Linked DNA regions of Mus musculus: region 2 is linked to region 1. A link is a contact called in public ChIA-PET data. All regions are on one chromosome and are shown on one strand. Each heading gives the region's core, a stretch centred on a gene start, on an enhancer-like site or on the middle of the called end of the contact. The rest is flanking DNA. Distances are from core to core; before and after follow the strand shown. Region 1 holds the start of Rprd1b (regulation of nuclear pre-mRNA domain containing 1B). Region 2 overlaps Lbp (lipopolysaccharide binding protein).

The links. ChIA-PET counts read pairs in DNA pulled down with a chosen protein or histone mark.
Region 2: a contact with region 1 is called in an RNA polymerase II ChIA-PET map of memory CD8 T cells, with 6 read pairs. The contact joins the enhancer-like site here to the promoter of Rprd1b in region 1. A contact is called at or near these places in 3 of 39 promoter capture datasets (embryonic stem cells, neural stem cells and neutrophils), 17 of 115 datasets of contacts at active chromatin or transcription factors (the 230-238 cell line, the NIH/3T3 cell line, bone marrow-derived macrophages and 8 more) and 2 of 9 other capture datasets (adipose tissue and embryonic stem cells).

What each region holds. Positions count from the first base shown.
Region 1 is chr2:158,026,566-158,029,778 of GRCm38.p6, reverse strand. It overlaps Rprd1b (regulation of nuclear pre-mRNA domain containing 1B), which reads right to left and starts at 1,282. Exons shown (of 7, transcript NM_001291134.1): 1 at 734-1,282. The coding sequence starts at 884. Tti1 (TELO2 interacting protein 1) reads left to right here and starts at 1,345. Exons shown (of 8, transcript NM_029282.2): 1 at 1,345-1,405.
Region 2 is chr2:158,321,501-158,324,496 of GRCm38.p6, reverse strand. It overlaps Lbp (lipopolysaccharide binding protein), which reads right to left. Exons shown (of 15, transcript NM_008489.2): 9 at 2,383-2,442. Among named protein-coding and RNA genes, the nearest start is that of Lbp, 17 kb to the right of the region's middle. Within about 2 kb of position 1,451, at least 53 of the 459 cell types and tissues checked have an H3K27ac peak or open chromatin away from gene starts, as enhancers often do. A contact at or near this core is called in memory CD8 T cells, where this site is marked.

The DNA of each region.
Region 1 (3,213 bases), core at 33-2,532:
ACCATCATCTCCATTTTCTATATAAGGAATAAAGGACATAGAGGTTAAACTGTTGGGTTCAGTGACAGATAGACTTAACTTCCAGACAGTAGCCAGAAACAACTTGCATCCAACACCGGGCCTGGCAAGAAACAGGTAGCGCTCGGGGAATATCGTGAGAGTCTGAATTTAGTGGCAAGGGCAGAAGGCTACCCAATTTACCATCCTGTTCTCAAGTCTATGGATAGTAACTAACACGGAGTCAAGGCTTTGGAAGTACAGGTAAGTTTGTATCCGTTTTACAGATTAGAATACACCGGCACAAGGATATGAAGAAACGTTCCCAGGATCACTTAGCTAGAACACGTTTGCACCAGGTCTTAATGTGGGCAGTCTGACCAGAGACGGCTGGATCGTATTCCAATTGCCCAACACGGGGCTCCCAGCTCCAAACACAGCCACGATTTAAAACAAAAACAAAAACAACTGTCGTAAGGTGTGAGGGGGAAGCCTGATGAGGGAAGGAGCTGAGTAACTTCAAGTCTGGGCATTTGCGCCCTTGGAACTTCAGACGAATCTCCCATACCTTACCGGGCCTCAGTTTCCCTCTCCAAGTCATAAAATAACACCGTTTCCAACCTCAGACCCTCCATCAGAGCCCCAGGCCTGCAAAACAAGGCTTAAGAAGCCACAGGGCTGCGGGAGAGTGGATGAGGGAACACAGCCATGGGAGAGCCGGGGTGCGGGTGATCACCTTTGCGGAGCTCGCGGTGCCACACGGAGACGATGGGTCCTGCGTGCTTGCGGTGGTGGATGAGCCACAGGGAGAGGGTCTGCACGCTCTGCTGAGAGTTGCTCAGCTCTGAGAGCTTCTTTTCCAGCGCCGATTCTGAGAAGGAGGACATGGTGGCGGTGGTGGGGAGCAGCCCGGGCCGCCCGATGAGACGGGGAAAGCGACCGCACTCGGCCCAGGCCTCCGCTGACAGGCTGCAGGGCTCTCCGCCGACTGACAGACAGCTCGGGGTACCAGGTGGGGGGAGGGGACAGGTCTCCGCAGTAACAGCCGCCCGCGCCGCCGCCACAAGATGGCCACCCGACCTCTCACCCCGCCGCCACGGGGGTCAAAGGGCAAGGGCCACAGCCGGGCGCCGAGAGGCTTCGGAGCCGGAGGAAAACGATCCTTAGGAGGCGGCAGTATCCTTGGTCCCTGACTTCTAGCCGGCCAGGCCGAGGGAACAAATCCAGGTCCTCGAACACCGAAAATGCGCTTTAACCGCTCGCGCCCGCGCGCCGGCGCAGTGAGCCTCACCGGAACCCTTTTTCCCGCTCCGCAGAACCTTTCTGGCGCGGCGCGACGCACTACTTAGTCGTCATTTCCGCCTAGGGTGCAGGAGGCGGGAGAGTGAGGGAAAGACTGGAAGACGAGGTAAGAGTGGCGGGAGTGTAAGGGAGCCCAGCCGCTTAGGAGCGTCCAGAAACGAATCCTTAGGACACACTGAGGCAGGAAGCGCGGGAGCTGGGTGTGGGAAGGGCCGCGTCGCTTTGGTGGCTGGCCTAGGCCACACCTCCCTCCGTGCCTGGGCCCCTCTCCCCAGCGCTCCTCTAGTTCCTTTAAAGACACGAACTCTTGGCAGGGCTCCCCACTTTGGTTCCTGTTCTGACTTCCGAAGTGATACCCCTTTTCTCACCTGGTGGAACTGCGCCGTCTACTGACCTCTACTGAGTCTGGCCCCACACACACACAACTTTTTTTTTGGAGGGGTGTGATGGCTCCAAGTGCTTGCTATGCAAGAATGAGGATTTGTGTTCCCATCATTAAAAAGCCCAAGTTGGTGGGCCAGGTCTGTAACTTCAGTGTTCTGGGGCTGAGACAGGAAGATCGCCGGAGCTTGCTAGATGCCTGCTTAACTCCAGGTTCAGTGAAAGACTCAGTCTCAAAAGAATAAGCTGGAGAGTGATTGAGCGGGACACCTGACGTCCTCTGTGCGTGCACCCCCCCCCCAACACACATACCTACAACTCCCTGACGTTGTTGAACTTATTAGATGTGAGTCCCCTCCCAGCCTAAAAGACATTCCTATAGTTGATGCCTGGTTTTCTTAACTTCTCTGTCCCTAATATACATGCTTTGACCCTTCTTCACCTGGAGTGCATCATGATCATAGCTAGTGTAGTTGAGAAGTTTCTATGTGCTAGACACTTTTCAAAGCTATGAGGTAAGTGTTATCGTCTCACGGTTTAACAACTGAGGAAACAGGTTACAGAGGTGTGGTGATCACATAAGTTTCAAGCTCACAGAGCTAAGATCTGAATGAAGAGAGTGTATCTAAGTGTGTCCCAGCATCTGGAATCAAAGCTGAATTCATAGCTGATTGAATTAACGCACAAGTCAACACCTTATAATGATATAGGGAGGCAGAGGCAGGTGGTTCTCCTGAGGGTTCCAGGCCAGCTTGGTCTGTGCAGTAAATTCCAGACCAGCTTTTAAGACCCCACCTTACAAAAAAGCTCGGGCTTTTGAGACCTCATCTAAATAGTTGCTGAGTACTGAGTAACTCATGTTCTGAGTACCCTTTGTACTAAGTCTATGTATCCAGATGTTACTATTTTAAATGTCAGTCCTTAACAACAGTGCTCTGGCACGGGGATTGCTATCACCATTTGATAATGAGAACACATGAGATTCGAGTGAGTTACCTGTCCAGAGCTGCTTGGGCATAGCCAGGAAATGGCAAAACTAGAATTCAGTCAAGGCCTGACTCAGTCAAATCACCTGATCCCAAATTCCTCACATATTAGCCAAAGGTTCCTTCATTCAGTGAATAATTTCTGAGCATCTGTGTTTGAAGCACTGTTCTGGGAAAACAGACAAGCTGTCCCTGCCCTTGGGAACTTGCCTTCTAGAGAAGAGAAAAATGGACATGCAAGTATAAAATGAAACAAAAAAATGATTTTCATAAAAATCCAGGAAGCCAAGGGGGTAGGGAATGCATGGGCTTGAGAAAATGTAAGTTGGTCACATAGAAGTATGTTATATATGCCCTTCGGAGAGGATAAAGTAGCATTTGGTTGCTTGCAAGGAGCTAGAGAACAAGCCATAAGCTATCTTTCCAGATAATGAGAAAACCAACTTCACACCCTTGTTAGCAGTTTTGAGGACTTGAAAAGATGGTATACCAGAGTGATAGAAACCAGAAGGTAGTTAGACATAAAGCCAGAAGAGTATGGAGGGAC
Region 2 (2,996 bases), core at 202-2,701, 290 kb before region 1:
TGTGGAGATCGATCGTGTCAGAAGAAGGAAACAGGGCCACAGAGTCTAGAGCAGTGCTTTTCAACCTGTGTGGGTTGTGACCCCTTGACAAACCTCTATCTCCAAAAATATTTATATTACAATTTATAACAGCAGTGATATTAGAGTTATGAAGTAGCAACAAAAATAATTGTATGGTTGGGGGTCACTACAATATGAGCAACTGCACTGCAGGGTTGCAGCATTAAGAAGAAGATGCAGGGGCTAGAGAGATGGCTCAGAGGCTAAGGGTAATGGTTGTCCTTTCAGAGGTCCTGAGTTCAATTCCCAGCAACCACATGGTAGCTCACAACCATCTATAATGTGATCTGATGTCCTTTTCTGGCACACAAGTGTACATGCAGATACAGCATTCATATACATTAAATAAATAAATATGTGAACAACAACAAAAAGGAAATCCACTGCTCTAGAGGGGAAACATAAAGGGGACACTTTGGGGCTGGTAGTATTTCCCACAAAGCATGCAGTACCCTGTGCCTTCCTAATGGCAGAGGAACATCTACCATGCAGACACCCCACCCCCACTTTTCCCAGCCAGTAGGGAGGGGGGACCCATAGCATCTGTGCTAGTTCTCAGAAAACAGACTTAACCAGATCTCAACACTGCAAGGGGGCTCGATATCTTATTTAATTATAGTGGCTATAGAATCCAATTCAAGACTGGGGAGGGCTGAGTTGGTGGAAGACATCCTCTCATGAGCCTTTGGATCCATAACCACAGATCCATCTGTTATTGCCAGGGGAGTTTGGGAGCTGGAGGAGGTGGGATGCATGTCTGAGAGAACACAATAGGTGGTGCCTTTGTTGGGTGAGGGCAAGAAGGTGGTAAGGCAGTCGGGAGCCAGGGGACAACAAGCCTGAGTGTGACCAAGGATGCCTCAGAACTAGCTGGGACAATCTGTGACTCTGAGGAGGCACAGGGCCTGACAGTGCAGGGCTGGAACATTCAATTCCTTTCTGAAAGTTTAATTGGTTTTTAAATTGATTTATTCTACTGTATGTCTACAAGTGTCTTGCTTGCACGTATCCATACACACCACACGCATGCCTGATGCCCACAGAGGTCAGACGAGGGCGTCGCATCTCCTGGAATGGAGTTGTGGATGATTGTGAGCCACTATGTGGGTGGGAACTGAACCCATCTTCTGTTTAGAGCAACAAGTGCTCTCTGCTGAGCCATCTCTGCAGCCCAGACTTCTAAATTCTTTCTCAACGTTTTATTTCCTCTCTGCACAGTACTCTAGCCTTTTGCAAGGTGTGGTTAGAAGAGCTGAGAGAGAAGAGCTATCCGGGGGACCAACTGAAGAAACATACACAAAGGTCTGGTGGTGACAGAACTAACGCTGGTGTCACCAAAGGCTGCAAACAACCCATGTGTCCTTCTCTGGGGACTGTACCTGCACAAGGGCAGGTTGTCTTGCTGTGACCACAAAGGGAGAGGAAGCTACTCTTATAGTATGGAGGGTTTTCCACAGATAGAGAGGAGGGAGCACAAAAGAACCAGTGTGTGCAGTGTGTGTGTATGTGTGTGTGTGTGTGCACAGCTTCCTGTAGAGATTATAGAAGAGGAGGTGGTGTTGGGGGGTGGGGGTGGGGACTGGAGAGACTGCTCAGTGGTTAAAAGCATATTTGTTTCCTGCAGAGAACTTGGGTTCAATTTTCAATATGTGCATGGTGCCTCACTGTCTCTGGGATCTGACACTGTTGGGAAACTGGGGAACCTTTCCATGCAAAGTGGGTGCCAGGGGTGAGGAGGGGCCGGGAGGCTTTCCCTCCATCACTGTTTATATCTTTGGAATTGTGAGATAAGAGAACTCTTTTTCCATTCAGAAAAATGTCAGCACTGGCTATAGTGGTATATATCTGTAGTTCTACGCTCTGGATTGCAAGTTCAAGGCCAGCCTGGGCTACATAGAAGACCCTGTATTAGAAAACTGAATTGTAACTCAGGAGTAAAGAATTTTTGTAGCATATGTGTGCCCTGGGTTCCCACACTCTGCACTTCAAATATTGTAAGCGCCCCCTAAAGCAAACAGAGCAGGCCTGGCTTCTGGCAAGCCCTCTCTGGTTTAGGTGGTATTAACTAGGGTGCCCTTCCCAGCATTCCTTGGGCTCCTTAACACCAAAACTAGGGAAACCTGAGGAAGGGAAGTTTAGGCCCATGCTGCAAGCTTTGAAGGATGGCCCCCAAGTCTGCAGTTCCCAGGCCTTCCCTGGAATCTCCTCACCAGCCTCTGACTCTGTCTGGGTCAAGCAGAGAGGGCCCCACAGATTCTAGAGAGAAACTGTGGCAAACTGGCGAGCTAATGTCGTATCCATGGAGGACGGAAGGGGCTTTACCTGGGGAGTGAAGGGACGGAAGGCCTTGGTGTTCAACCGGATGCCGGAGTCATGTGGTAACTGCAGCAAGAAGATACAGGGTGCTTAGGGAGGCTTTCGTTAGAACTCTGAGGGGGGTTGTGGAGATGGACAAGTTAGTCATTTCTCATTGCTGTAACAAAATACCTGACAAAAACAACTTGAAGAAAGGTTATTTTGGTTCACAGTTCAAAAATACAGTCCATCATGGCCGGAGCTTGAGGCAGCTGGTCACCCTGCGTCCATAGTCAGGAAGCAGAGAATGGAATTGGTCCTTGGCCCATTCCCATTCAGCCGGGACCTCAGCCAACAGAATGGTGCTGCCCACAAGTGGCTGGGCTCCCACCGCAGTTAACCTACTCTGGGAAATCCCACACGGAGATGTGCAGGGCTATGTCTTCTTTAGTGACTCTAGATGCTGTCAGGTTGACAAGCAGCATGAGCCATGACATTGGAGGACGGTCAAGACTAGTTTCTTCCTATGGGTCCAGTTGCCTTGGCTACCATGTCTCCTAGAGCGTGTGAATCTCCTGGGGATGGGGTGTAGCTGTGAACCTGTGAGCATCCTTCAGAGTTCTCCTGTTTGAGACAAGCTT